5 separate regions of the Sus scrofa genome follow, and all the other regions are linked to region 5. Evidence: chromatin contacts called from public Hi-C and HiChIP or PLAC-seq data. All regions are on one chromosome and are shown on one strand. Each heading gives the region's core, a stretch centred on a gene start, on an enhancer-like site or on the middle of the called end of the contact. The rest is flanking DNA. Distances are from core to core; before and after follow the strand shown.

Region 1 (2,700 bases), core at 178-2,677, 320 kb after region 5:
TGCCTACTGTTTTCTCTGCTCTTGATTGTCCCCCAATTCCTGCATATTTTAAACATACAAGCCAGTAAGGACCTACATAGCAGCAATGAGCTCAATAACCCTCCATTTTCATGGGTCTTTAAATTTTATTTTGCAAGTGTGCATGTGCAGAGTTTTGATATTAGCTCCTCATCAGGATTTTTTGGTTCTGGTTACATATTGCAAATTATCAGTAGATATACCTTTTGGGAAGTGTTTCAGATGTTGAGTCCTCTCACCAGCTAAATGCAAATCTGGGGTTGAGGCCCATTCCATTAAAATGCAGAAACATTTTAATAAAGTTTAATTGTCATCCTAATGTACAACCAAGTTTGAGAACTGTTGCCCTACATGGTCTCATGAAATAGAATGCATACACAACCTTAAAACATGGGAAGGTGACATTTTTTTTTAGTTCTGTCACTCACCAATAGACTATAGAACAATCATGTAGTAAATGGTATACCATTAGTCTGAAGGAATTCCTACACTTCTAGGAGTGCTCAGTTTATGCTTTGGGAATAATTTAAAGACCCAGTAATTTCAAGTTCCTGGAACAAGAGTATAGTTGTCAGGGTATAGATGAATATTTAACAGATATAGTGGAAATATCCAAAATGGCTTTGTATTATCCAAAGAGTTTTGCCCTGTTGAATCTGTTGGCTGTTTCTGCTCCAGTCTGAAGACTTAGCAGGTTCTTTCTGCACCTCAACATCATCGTCATCAACGGCACTTAGTCTCAGAGGAATGATTTGAGTCCAGAGAACCGATGGGGCTCCAAAATGAATAGCCACGTAGCCCTTTAAAAATACCATGTGCACCTTCAGGTCAACATGTCATTCATTCACATTCTGCAAGAGGCTGAATTTCCATTCCAAGAAAGACTTTTGAGTTTTTTAAAAATATGTTTTCAGAATGGAAAAAATGTGGAAAGATAAGGTCTTCTGGGGGAGGAGATCATCCCTGGGAATGACTTGGAATGAGTTTTCCTGATGAGTTATGGGAGCATGAACACATATCCTGTTTTCCTTCTCAATTCAGAGAGGTTTTCACAGAGACGCCTGTGTGCTCCAACTCATTCATTCTGTTTGCACGCCTTTTTCTAAGACATCTGAAAGGAAACATTGGCTCAAAGGTTCCATCCCAGGTGTGATGAGGATTTCTGGAAGGACAGCTCTTGTTGAATGTCATTATTGTCTGCATTTCATTTTTCCTTTCTAAGGAATTCCAAAATGAGCGATCCACTCTCCACCACCCCAGATGTTGTTGTAAACCAGAATTTTGGAACATTTGGACTAAAATTCAATCCCCTAAAGTTCAGCTGAGTCCCAGCTCTCCAACCAAACGCTGACAAAAATGTATTTGTGCAATGGTTCACATGACTTCCTCTGCGCTCTGTGTCCCTGGCTGCGTGACTCAGTCCCAGATGAGCTGACACACCGTACTGTAAATTTCATAACAACCAAACTCCAGGAGGCAAGAATCAAGGCCCTAGTTCGTGTTTTTTGAGAGACTGAATTTCTGGAAATATCCTTTAATGTTGATTTTTTTTATATATATATATAAGACCTTCAAGCAATGTTGTTTAAAGAAACACCTGGAAAGAAAGAAAAAAAAAAAAAAAACCCTAAAAAATTCAAGTCTGTTGAAAAGTTTCCTATATAGCATTGGCAGTCATTTCAGTAAGACTAGTATTTTGAAGAGCATGTCTTAGGGGATAAATGTTCATCATTATTATCTTGTCCATACTTAAGCAGACCATTTGGGGAAATGTCAATATTCATGATTTAAAAGCAGTCAAGAGACAGGCCAATATATAGTTAATAAAAAGTGTTTTCAAAGTTTACATGCAATCTCAAATGTTAGATTTTAACTTTACAAATCTCAGTTTTCCATTCCTCCTTCTGCTCACCATTCACCTGTGTTTGTCTAATAGAAACCAGTTACTACAGCTCTGGTTACACATCTGCTTCATGCATGTGCAATTACAAGCCGTTTTAGCAACTAGTAAAACTACAGGTGTCTGGGTTTTAATGTAACCATTTTAAAAGAGCAGTTCATGGGCCTCTGATTATTATTTTTTATAGCTGGCAGTGTTCCTACCATAGACTGCCAGCTTAAGGGTTAAACGTAGTTCTGTTGTTTTCTCATTCTGGTAGAATCTCTGAAATCATTTGTAAGTTAATTTCTTAAGCTTGGAATTAAACCTGGAATCCATTCTGCCAAATACAGTAATCATTGTATTATCGACAGGCTGCACTTCTGTTTCTATATATGTCTTAAGCAACAAATTATTAACTGGATTTTGAATGCTGGATGCTAAAGTCATTAAGTAGGTGTATCTGTTTGGGTTGCTTACTTCTCTACCATAAGAAAGACCACAATTACCATCCCATTATTACTTTGATAAATAATGTTAACACATGGTTTCATAACAACTGTAGAATGTCCATCAGTGCCCTATCAATCAGTAGTTCAGCTCTGTATAAATAAAAAATTGGAGATTTCATTTTTACCTTTCATCATCTGTGTACAACTGGAAGATGTAAGAGTTCCAAGAACTGTTGCAACAACTATTGAAATCCATTACTTCTGTTAAAATACTCCAAGAACACACTCAGCTACTCTTAGAAGAAAAAGATGGGTATGGAAAAATTTTAAGTGGAGAACACTGATTTACAG
Region 2 (2,700 bases), core at 95-2,594, 390 kb before region 5:
TTATATTCAGAAAATAGCCCAGCTCTACTGCTAGGGCTGAGTGGCTAGACCTGCCCATGGGAGGTACTGGGGGTACCATCCATCTGACAGAGCCCATCATTTCCCATCATGTGTCATGCCTACATGCAGCTCTTGTAGTCCCAGTTTTAGTGCCATCCTGAGGATATGGGAGAACACGAGTACAAAAAAGTCCCAAGGTGGAGTTTCCCGTACTCTGTCAGGGAATGGAGTGGAGTTTGAGGAAGGTTTCCTGGACTAGAGTTCAAAAATTAAAATGCAGACAGTCAGGGCGATAGCAGATGGGCACCCTCTGAACACCATGCAAGTTTTTCCAAAGAACTTCACATTGATTTTGGAGGATCCTGGAAGAACTTGGAACACGATGCTGCATCCACCTGGGAGAACACTTTCAGAGACTGAGAGCTTTCCACATTCCGAGGTCAGGTTTGTGAACTCTTTTCTCCAACCCCCAACACTCTAGCTACTGGGGACATGTGACTCTGCATGTTGTTACCTGAGCCATGTGCGCTTTCTCCCTGGTGGATATAGACTGGGATCGTCCATGGGAAATTCACTTGTAAAGAGAGATATCATTCGTGGTTTCTTTACCATTGATATTGACACTATCAATGAACTGCTTGTTAGTTCTAAGCATCTGGAATTGTTGGGGTGAGGGGAACCTCAGGTAATCCAAGGGATGCTGAAAGTTTCTACTCCCTCTTTGGCCAGCTGAAGAGTCCTTCTTTATGTACCACCAGAAGGTGAAGAGAGTTTATAGAAAGATAACTTGGTAAGACTGGACATCCAAGGAAGCTGCATAGGGCCAAAGCCAGAGCTGAAGCTCCAAATTACAACCCAGATATCCAGTGGAAGAAGCAGCTTGAGAGAGTCCAACAGAAAAGTCCCTCTTGGGGAAAAAAAAATGTAATTGTAATGTATACATGTAAGGATAACTTGATCCCCTTGCTGTACAGTGGGAAAATTTTAAAAAAAGGAGAGAAAAGAAAGAAAAGTCCCTCAGTGTTTGCATTTTTTAACAAGCTCCTCCTTGACTTCTCCCCCACCTCTACTTTTGTTTGTTGAACCTTTCATTTACTGACTTTAAATTAAAAATAAACTTTAAGAAATGTAAAACAATAGAGATTCAATGGCTAAGTGATCATGCAGCACTTGCCCTGAAGAATGAAACAATTAAAATCCAATCATTCCTGATTACGTTTTGTACTATGATGTTAGACTTCCCTTTGCTTTGACCCCTCACCTTCCGGCATCCTGTTCTGGGACAGAAATGACACCACAAAGGTTTCCTGTGCCTGTCCTCTCCACTTCTGACCCCTCACTACATCCTCTCTCCATCTATTTGGAGAGCAATGATTTGGTTCCTCTGGAATTCCTCCTGTATGCTTGATGACACTTGCTGCTAATTTGGGATGCTAGAAATGCCAGGCAAAGTCTGGACTGAGCTCTTGTCGGCTGTTAGTCTCCCAGTGACTTGCTTATTAGCAAAATGGGAAATGTGATATTTCCAGTGATTATTGATCCTAATTTGTCATGGGGTCCCTTCTCTCTGCAATCTGCCAATAGCCAAAACAAACTAAATTCTTAAGCCCATCAAGTCATTTCTGAATTCTCGCTGGTTTTGAAAAGACTTTCTTAAGGTGTCCAAAATCAGTGTCCTAGGAGGTCCATTGTGGCGCAGCGGCATTATCACTGCAGCAGCCCAGGTCATTACTGTGGTGCTGGTTCAATCCCTGGCTCAGGCATTTCCACATGCCTTGGTAGTGGCAGAAAGAGAGAAAGAAAGAAAAAAGAGAGAGAGAAAGAAAGAAAGAGGAAGGAAGGAAGGAAGGAAGGAAGGAAGGAAGGAAGGAAAGAAGGAAGGAGAAGGGGAAGGGAAGGGAAGGAAAGGGAAGGAAAGGGAGGGAAGAAGGGAGGAAGAAAAGAAATCGATGTCCTCTGGGGCAATTTGGGCAGAGAGTCCTCTGGACGAGGCCTGAGATCAAGGTTACCAAATCGTGGACTGAGGACGTACCCCCTGCTGTTTACTCTTCAGAGCCTTCCCTTCCTTCTCTGAGGATCCTGGGTCTGTAGATTTAAAATTTCAGACTATTGTATAACAGCAACAGCCATGCTCAGTTCTGTGGTCTGCCGAGCACTGAGATGCTGTTGCCGGTCAGAATATATTAAACAGAAGTCATGACCATAGTAGCATAGAATAACAGCTAGAAGGAGATGAGTCCCATTGCCTTCATAGCACTTTTCTCCCAGCAACTTGACAGCTGATGGGGTTGGGAGGCTGGGCCAGGTACAGAAATGAGTCTCGGGCTGCGCATGGAAGTGCTGCCTGCTGTCTGCACCTCTCCCTGGTCAGGAGGCCTTGGTCCCAGCTCTGTGCTGCCTGACTGTGTGCCCGCTGCCCTTGGACATTCAGAGCGGTCCCCCTCCTGCTCCAAACACACACTGGAATTGACTACCAGACTGGTCACATACTTTTTTGTCTTCTTTCTTAAAGTGAAGGCATTTTTTTTTTCCCAGCGACTGAGAAACCCTATTAACTCCGTTTCCGTGAACTCACATCTAAACAGGATCCTTGACTCCTCAGAAACCAGGAACTAACTAACTGGTCTTGTTTGAGTCTGTTTAGAGCCTAGAAATGATAGAAATGGTTATCCAAGTCCCTGGCACAGAGATTGCCCTCAG
Region 3 (2,700 bases), core at 99-2,598, 280 kb before region 5:
ACACACCTCAATGTTCTGATTAAGAACCCAAGTAAATATCAGCTATTATATTGAGTTTCTTCCATATGCAATGATTTAATAGAAAAATGTCCTTAAAATATAATTCCCAGGGAGTACGCTAAATATGTACAGTCAAGGCTTCAATAGATACCCTAATGAAATTCCGAAATTAGGCTTCTCTTATCCTCCAGGAGTAATCAGCATTTAAAAATGGTACATATGGAAAGCAGTTACTTGCTCACTGAAGACTTTACTAGCTTTATCACTGTTAACTTTCTAAGAGCAAAATGTATTTTCTACTCTGGCCCTAATGTAATCATTCATTTCTGGGGCAGATATGTGTCTATTTGCTATTTCTTCTATTTGTAATCTGTGAAGTCTAGGATCTTGTCACTCAAAATCTGGTCAGTGGGCCAGGAGCATTCTTATTTCCTGGGAGTTCCTTATGCTCCTGGGAGCCTAAGAGAAATGCAGAACCCCAGGCCAACTGAATCAAAATTGGCATTTTACCAAGATCCTCAGGTTGTGCTCATATGGTTGCTGGTCGAGGACAGAGAAAGAAAACCCAAAGGCTCTTTAAAAGAAAGGACCATCACAGTATTGCTAGTCAGATAAAAATGGGCAGGCATACCACATACATAATTACCACTCAGATGCATACAATGTCTAAGAGGTGGGAAAATGCTTACCCGTATTGATTCTTGCGGCAATGTTATCATTTTTATTCTCAACAGGAGGGGGAGGAGAGGTTATGTAAGTGTCCCCTAGTCACCTAGCCGGCCAGTCAATGGGGAGTCTGGGACCCAGGTCTTGCCCTGGCAGCACCACCTCCAGAGGTCACAGAAAGTTGACGGGAGTCAGTGGTAGGAGGTGGTCCTGCCACAAGTCCTAGGGGCTTGATGACTCAAGAGCAAAAATCATCCAACCAAGTTCCATGTTTTAAATGTACCTGCATTTCCGTCCATCTTACACAACAAAAGCCATTTCCTTCCTTCCTATCCATTTGGAAATATCATGTGCAGGCTGCAACTAACCACATTAGAGGTCCTGAACGAGCACAATGTGGAAATAGCTAAAATAAAATTTCCTCTCATCAGTCTGTTGTCTCATTCCCTGCTGAAATAGTCGTAGGACTTCAGAGGATGCTGGAGGAAAACAGTGACCGAAGAAACACAATTAGCCAGCTCCGTTTGCCCATTTACTTACCATTTTTTGGATCAAAATGGATTCTTGGTTTTCTGCCAGTGCTTCCTGAGGGATGAATGCCAAGTAAGCATGGGATTAACACTGGATCCATTGTTTCAGTGAGGTCAGAAGTGGCCCTCCGGGGCGGACCTACCTCTGTAAGGGTCCTGGGGTGGGTTCAAATCAGGGGAAGTTGCAGACTGGACAGGAAGCTGTGGTACTGGAACCTGGTTTGGGACAAGAGAATGGCTGCCCCTCAGGGCCACGCCGTCTTCACGATGGGCCCCAACCTGCAAGGGGGAGAGGAACTGTAGAGATGAGTGGGAACCAGAGGTGTGCCAGCTATTTATTTCCGGGGGCAGCCAGGACCCACTTAAGGAAGGCTAGCCTTTGAAAAACAATACTCCCAAATGCATCTCACTAGAGGGCGCTGAAGGACCACATATGCACCTAGAGTCCCCAGCAAAAAACACTTTGAGCTCCGTAAGATGCCGTGCTGTACATTCAGTGACAAATATGGCAGAGTAGCTCAGGCAGGTAAAACGTCAAATTGTCTCCCAGGGTGCTGCAGTGGAGCGCACTGATTCGTACCCATCTGTCTTCTATCATGTCCGCCAACAGATCTGACAATTATCTTAATGCCCATATGCTTAATTGTGGGCTTCTCAATTCCCCCATTGCTATCGGAAATCCTACAGGAATTTCAATTTGGCATTCGACTTTCATTTCAGGGGATAAGATTCTCAGGCCTGCCATTTTTTTTTTTCCATAATGCCAGCTAAGCCTCTGACAGCGGAAGCTACAGCAGTATGGGACATAGCCCCTGCTCGGTACAAATATAATAAAATGTCACCTGGCTTTCCAAAACTGGCAGCCCATTCCAAATTAATGTTTACTGTATTTCATCAGCTGCTGAGTTCCAAATCCAAAGGGGGACCGTTTCTGCCAATGCCACCATACCGGAAAATGTACCAATAAAGGTTTTATTAAACACACCAGTAATGCCATCATTGCCATGCAAAGATGTTTGGACATTTTTCCATTTTTTTCTTCCTTCACTATTCTGATCCTAGGAAGACGCCATATTGTGAACACTCTCCAGGCTTCCAAGAATAAAATTATAGAGTAGAGCATGATGCCTTGGTCTGCAAAAATTACCGCTGAGCTTTTTATTAACTACTACTACCACCTACACTCTGGGGTCCAGAGATGTTGAATTTGTAGCACTGAGACAGCAATTGCTGACTTTACAGAGTACCCCTTCAAGTAAGACCATTAAGCACTTGCAAACCAGAAGGAACATGAGTAGTGTTTTTGCTGGCATTTCCAAGTAGGTATTTATTTTCTTGGCCTATTGTTAAGTGAACATTTACACAGGACAGTGAGGTCTAGCATTAGAAATATCTATCTATAAATTTATACTGCTATGAATCAAAAAGTATAATTTTTTCCAATCTAAAACATAAAACCACAAAGCAGAATCTTCACCCATTTGCTACCCAACATTTTTAAAGA
Region 4 (2,700 bases), core at 197-2,696, 500 kb after region 5:
TAGGCCACACCTGTGGTATATGGAAGTTTCCAGGCTAGAGGTCGAATCAGAGCTGCAGCCCAAGCCACAGCCACGCCAGATCAGAGCCGCATCTGCGATCTACGCAGCTTGTGGCAATGCCAGATCCTTAACCCAATGAGCGAGGCCAGGGATTGAACCTGCATCCTTATGGATACTAGTCAGGTTCTTAACCTGCTGAGCCACAACAGGAACTCCCATACCAGTCTTTCTAAGAGTCTTTTCCTGTTGTCTTCCCATCAGCTAAAATCTAGATGACACAGACATTGCCAGGGTTTTCTGGACAACAACAGAATCAAGTTTTTTTCTACATAGTTTTTCCTCCCAGAAAACACCTCACTTAGGTTTAACCCATCAGGGCTAATCTAACTATACTAAGAAGGGAACAATAACAGAAGTATCTCATTTGCTAACTTCTGCCCTCATTTGGTTCATTTTGAATACTTTATTAAAAATAAAATGTATTATCACCTCTTCATTTATCTTCCATATCCAGAAGGTTTGTCTGAAAGATTGATCTAATTCCGGACACTAAGGGAATATCACTTTGTTGGCCGATCCAGAGGGTCTTTCTGATGTCCTAACCCTGTGGTTTTAACTAGAGGTACATTTTCCAATACAGACTTTCCAAATGCAATTTCCTATCAGTGTGCGCAGAGAAACAATGCTGACAGTATTTCTACTCATCTTTTACTTTACGGAAAGGTGATTATGTAGCACATGACTAAGTTTAACCAAAGGGATGGGGAATCCAGTGGGGTAGAGGCCTTGGCCATGAGCATTCAGGAAGCTGGAGCAGCGCCACCTGAAGGAGTCAGGAGGCCAGTGGCCGGATGTGCACGGATCCCTGGGGGGGTGGGGGTGGGAGAAGCCAGAGCAGCTTAAATGGTCAAAGAATTAAATGTAAAGTGAGCTGCAAGGGTCAGATCTGGATTGAAGCCCAAATTCTGAGTCTCCGCATCCGTCCGGGGATAAACTTGGCTCCTAATCAGGGCTGACAATTAGGCCGTACAGTTAATATTTTTACAGCTGTTTTATTAATAACACATACAGTGCATCCAGCCAGGATTTGTTGGAGACACCTCAGGAAAACGAATGATGTAAATAACAGATGGATGTAGAATATTCCTACAAACAGGCATAAAGATATTCCCTTCTTGTTTAAAAAGAATTTAAATAGACAGATTGTAGATAAACAGGCAGACAGAAAGGGGGAGAGAGAGAGGATTTATGGTATTTGAGGTAGTGGCTGTATGCATTCTCATAGTAGAGACCATGGACATAAACACAGAAGCTTTCTATAGGGAAGGAGAGACTCGAAGGCTTGGCTTCCAGAAAAAATAAATTCCACAGTACAGGAGGCTGAGCATGGCAGCATGGGGGCTATTGGAAGCAGGTGTGCTATGTGGTTCCTCTAATACCTCCTCTGATATGCGTCTCAGGTCCAGAGACCACTCATGTGGCTTGCCTGGCCATACCCCAGCCTAGCCTCAATACACAGGGTGGCCCAGGGCCTCTGTCCTCCCCTCTTTCTACATCTGTCAATCTCCTATCTGAAGACCCCATGCCTGCTCACCCATTTTGCCTCTGAACTGGGAGCCGTGATATTTCCATCTGAAAAGAGAAATAAAAAATTCAGGATCTTCATGTCTTTTGTTTTCACTCCTACTATTTTTTTTTGTACTGCTTTTTCATGTGCCTGCTGCACTGTGCTCCTACCATACTTTGCAACCAGATGGCTCAGGAATGAAGAACAAAGGCCACTAAAAAGTGGGCGGGGAGAAAAGGAGAAAGAAGCAGAGAGCTGAAAGTCAAGGCGAAACCAGAGATCGGAGCAAAGCTCAAATGCTTTAATCACTGATGACTTTTTGTTGAATTATGAGCCTAGAACAGATATTCTTCTTGGTGATCCTGTGCATGGGGGAGTGTATGTCTGTGTGTGTGTGTCAGTGTCTGTGTCACACACTTATACATCCCTGGTCCTTTATTTCACTGATAGGGAATCAAAGCCAGAATCCTATTTTCTTTGGTCCATCTCCATGTTTCCTGACTCAAATCAAATGAGGTGTGAGACACCTTTACCCAGAGGGAGATTGCTGAGCATTGATGTGGGCACAGGGAGTGAATCCTGGCACCTGGAGGGAGAGTTGTGGTGAGTTCAAAGGGCTCAGGAGCTGTGAGACCTGCCATTTCACAGCCTGGTGACTTTAGGCAAGTCACTTCCCTTCTCTCACTCTTAGTTTCCTTCTCAGGAAATACCGTCCTTGAAGGGATGTTGTGAGTGTTAAATGTGCTAATATAGGTGAAACACCTTGAAAATTAGAATTCTAAGCACCCAATGAAAAGATTGTGGTTATCCTGGAGTATTGCAACTTCTCCCAAAGCTAAAAGTGGTAAGAGTGTCTTCAGTGCTTTTCTGTGACCTTCTGCACTCTTGAGTTTTACACTGCACTTAGATCCCTACCTAAGCTGCCTACCTCTCCAGATTATGCCCTACACTATCAAGCTTTCCCTTGACCCCCTCAGTGGAACTTAATGTTTGTGTACATTGGAATGTTGTTAGATTATAGGGTGACCCAATTGTGACTTAGGCTATTAATTACTTTGTATGTGAGCCACAGAAATATTTCATTTTTAATCAGGAATTTCTGTAGATACAGTGCTTCAAAGCAAAAGGAATGA
Region 5 (2,700 bases), core at 163-2,662:
GCCCCCAAATCCTCAGCCCCTTTGCACTAGAACAATCGCGGCTTATCTCTCAATGAACATCATTTCTCAAAATCCTGCCTCAGAAGCACCTGGAGAACCTTCAACATCATCCAAACCTGCCTCCCATGGGAATTCCTTTAAACCAGACATTCCTGGGAGTCAGAGCCAAAAATAAAAGGAAAAGAGGGTGAAAAAAAAATCATGGGAAGTTAAAATGTTAGGACTCCCGCCAGGGAAATTCCTTTGGTGATCAGTCCCTATCTTCACCCTGAAACATACCTTTGAAGGGCTGAAATAACAGTTCTCTTTGGAATTTTTCAGACATTAAAATGACTGGGGAAAAAAAAATTATCGAAAGCAATCATCCTAAGGAATAAATAAAAGAAATGAAAGCAAAACCAGATTTTAACCAACATTAGCCTTCCACTTTCTCACACCATTTTTCCCTTTCATGTGTGTCTCCTTTAAATGTCTTCTAAACAAAAAGCCAAGTGTGGTGTCACTCAGTGAATAAGAGTGACAGTTACCACATCTTCTGACTCAGAATTAAGGGGACAAATTCATAACCTAAAACTCCAGAGATAGCCTTCCGCTTGCCCCTCAGACTGAGTCACAGCAGAAAACCAAAGATTTCCATTCCCGTACTTCTCTGTCTAGAGAGATTTATGACACTCAGCATTTTGATAAATACAAGAAAAAGAGCGAAAACAAGCAGAAATGTTTATAATATTTCCCATTTCAGTGTACAACTTGACAGAAATTTTTTAAATATTTCAAAGCATCATAAGAATTCATTACTCTAAACCAGGCATTTCCAACTGAAAGTCTTATGATCTCAGACATAAAGGTCCAGTGATTCAACTTATAAGCAGAGGACTCAGACATTGAGAGATCAAACATTTTAATCGAAAAGCAGGCTTTTGAAACCCAGGTTCTGTAAATATTTATCTCCTTTTTCCTCTTCCATAGGAAAAGGAAGTAATAAATTCCCCCAATATATCAGGTGATTAAGACTCTGAAACACAACGTGCAAACTCTGAAATACAACGTGAACTGAGATCTCCACGTAAAAGGTCCATCTTTTAAGGAGACGTCTCTGTTCCTCTTCTTTGCTTAGTGGAAACAGAACATGAGTTAATGATGACGGCAGATTTTCATTTATTTGTAAACATCAGTCAATAGATGGGGAAATGATATTGGCTCTGTGTTTATAAGCCACAGTAGAAAATTGAACAATAGCAGACCTTTACTGAAACAAAAATAAAATATGAGTCAACAAGATCCTTGCCAAACAGAGGTCTCAGGACAGCCTTGTTCAGTCTTCTGGGAATCCCACTCCAATAAGCACAATAAAAGCAGGACGTGCCTCATTTCCTTCAACCCCTCAACATGCCTCTCTTGGAGATGTTTGTAAATTTCCTTCCTCTACGCATCTAGCTGGCAAACTGTCGTCATTTCTTTGGGGTAATAATATCCTGTTGATGTCTGGGTAGATCTGTTTTGAGTGTTTCCTCTACACCGCACATATACTTTTAATATTCTTTTTCAACACAACGCCAGTAAATTATTTTTCAACGTATTTGAACATAGTTCAGCGAGGTATGATTTGATTAGATGGAACGAATGGCATGAGATTCTAATAAAATGCTGGTTTTACTTGTGGATTTACAACCTAGATTTAGATAATAAAGTAACTCCAACAGGAAAGAAAGAGGCATTTTCTGCTTTTTTTCTGAAATTGAAAATATTTACCTATGCTGCTTTATTAATATAAATATTTTCATTCAATCCCTATGCTGGAGTTTGGAAATTTCACACAGCAAAAGAGCAGCCTTACCACTAAAACACTCACTTGTGAAAATGGCAACTTTTATTTTACTTCATATAAAAATTGCACTAAGCACTTTAAAAAGAGAGTTTTAAAATGTATTCCAGAATGAAGGTTAAATACACTATAAATTCAGTCAAATACAATGAGTGATTTAAAACTTTGGCCTAAATAAAATATTTTTTAAAACAAAAATGTATTTATACCTGAGAGTCTATTTCTTAGACAAAGAAGTTTTACCTAAAGCTAAATAATTCCAGGCAGAATTACACTTCTCAATAAAGTTATATGATATAAAGGGAGAAAATTATACAGAATGACAGCTTTGAAAAATAATACTCAAAAAGTAAAATAAGACTAACTCTCAACTAATGTAATTTGCACTTAGGCAGACATTTTGGTTACAAAGACAGCAAAAGCTGATTTGTGAAAAACTAAAAATAATTGATTATCACTACAAAGCATTAGATTTGGAGCTAAATTAATTGACATGTAGCATTCACTGCAATTCCAGATAACACCTTATTTAACACATGAAATAATAAGAATCATGATCCTGAAAAATGTCCAATGTCATTAATAATCCAGAAAATACCTACTTTAAAACAAAAACAATCAGATACCAGATTTTTCAATACCAACTTAATAAGATAAAAATAATGCAAAGTGGCACAGCCTTCCTAGACAGCAATTTGACAAGATATGTAAAGAGCCTTTCACCTAATAATTCCCTAGGAAACTATCCTAATATCTTTGTAAATGAAGACAAGTATTTAAAGACAAGGCTGTTCCAAACAGTGGTCAACAGGAAACTGTTTAAATAAATTTTGGAAGAACCTATGATGGGATATGATGCTGCCTTTAAAAGATCA

What was found. Hi-C and Micro-C count contacts between places; a contact is called where the count stands out from the background. HiChIP or PLAC-seq counts read pairs in DNA pulled down with a chosen protein or histone mark.
Region 1: a contact with region 5 is called in an H3K27ac HiChIP or PLAC-seq map of skeletal muscle, with 4 times the contacts expected there. The contact joins two enhancer-like sites. A contact is called at or near these places in 1 of 47 Hi-C or Micro-C datasets (liver) and 1 of 2 datasets of contacts at active chromatin or transcription factors (skeletal muscle).
Region 2: a Hi-C map of skeletal muscle shows a contact between it and region 5, with 4 times the contacts expected there. The contact joins two enhancer-like sites. A contact is called at or near these places in 3 of 47 Hi-C or Micro-C datasets (heart right ventricle, retroperitoneal adipose tissue and skeletal muscle) and 1 of 2 datasets of contacts at active chromatin or transcription factors (skeletal muscle).
Region 3: a Hi-C map of skeletal muscle shows a contact between it and region 5, with 2.6 times the contacts expected there. The contact joins two enhancer-like sites. A contact is called at or near these places in 7 of 47 Hi-C or Micro-C datasets (embryonic fibroblasts, heart right ventricle, liver and 4 more) and 1 of 2 datasets of contacts at active chromatin or transcription factors (skeletal muscle).
Region 4: a contact with region 5 is called in a Hi-C map of skeletal muscle, with 5 times the contacts expected there. The contact joins two enhancer-like sites. A contact is called at or near these places in 2 of 47 Hi-C or Micro-C datasets (heart right ventricle and skeletal muscle) and 1 of 2 datasets of contacts at active chromatin or transcription factors (skeletal muscle).

The regions. Positions count from the first base shown.
Region 1 is chr1:105,326,449-105,329,148 of Sscrofa11.1, forward strand. No RefSeq gene overlaps it. Among named protein-coding and RNA genes, the nearest start is that of TCF4, 250 kb to the left of the region's middle. Within about 2 kb of position 1,428, at least 9 of the 83 cell types and tissues checked have an H3K27ac peak or open chromatin away from gene starts, as enhancers often do. A contact at or near this core is called in skeletal muscle, where this site is marked.
Region 2 is chr1:104,612,002-104,614,701 of Sscrofa11.1, forward strand. No RefSeq gene overlaps it. Among named protein-coding and RNA genes, the nearest start is that of CCDC68, 140 kb to the left of the region's middle. Within about 2 kb of position 1,345, at least 3 of the 83 cell types and tissues checked have an H3K27ac peak or open chromatin away from gene starts, as enhancers often do. A contact at or near this core is called in skeletal muscle, where this site is marked.
Region 3 is chr1:104,725,098-104,727,797 of Sscrofa11.1, forward strand. It overlaps TCF4 (transcription factor 4), which reads right to left. Exons shown (of 20, transcript XM_021093491.1): 16 at 1,340-1,475. Among named protein-coding and RNA genes, the nearest start is that of CCDC68, 250 kb to the left of the region's middle. Within about 2 kb of position 1,349, at least 20 of the 83 cell types and tissues checked have an H3K27ac peak or open chromatin away from gene starts, as enhancers often do. A contact at or near this core is called in skeletal muscle and subcutaneous adipose tissue, where this site is marked.
Region 4 is chr1:105,507,360-105,510,059 of Sscrofa11.1, forward strand. No RefSeq gene overlaps it. Among named protein-coding and RNA genes, the nearest start is that of TCF4, 430 kb to the left of the region's middle. Within about 2 kb of position 1,447, at least 8 of the 83 cell types and tissues checked have an H3K27ac peak or open chromatin away from gene starts, as enhancers often do. A contact at or near this core is called in skeletal muscle, where this site is marked.
Region 5 is chr1:105,004,014-105,006,713 of Sscrofa11.1, forward strand. All of the region lies in intron 3 of TCF4 (transcription factor 4), which reads right to left. Among named protein-coding and RNA genes, the nearest start is that of TCF4, 75 kb to the right of the region's middle. Within about 2 kb of position 1,413, at least 28 of the 83 cell types and tissues checked have an H3K27ac peak or open chromatin away from gene starts, as enhancers often do. A contact at or near this core is called in skeletal muscle and subcutaneous adipose tissue, where this site is marked.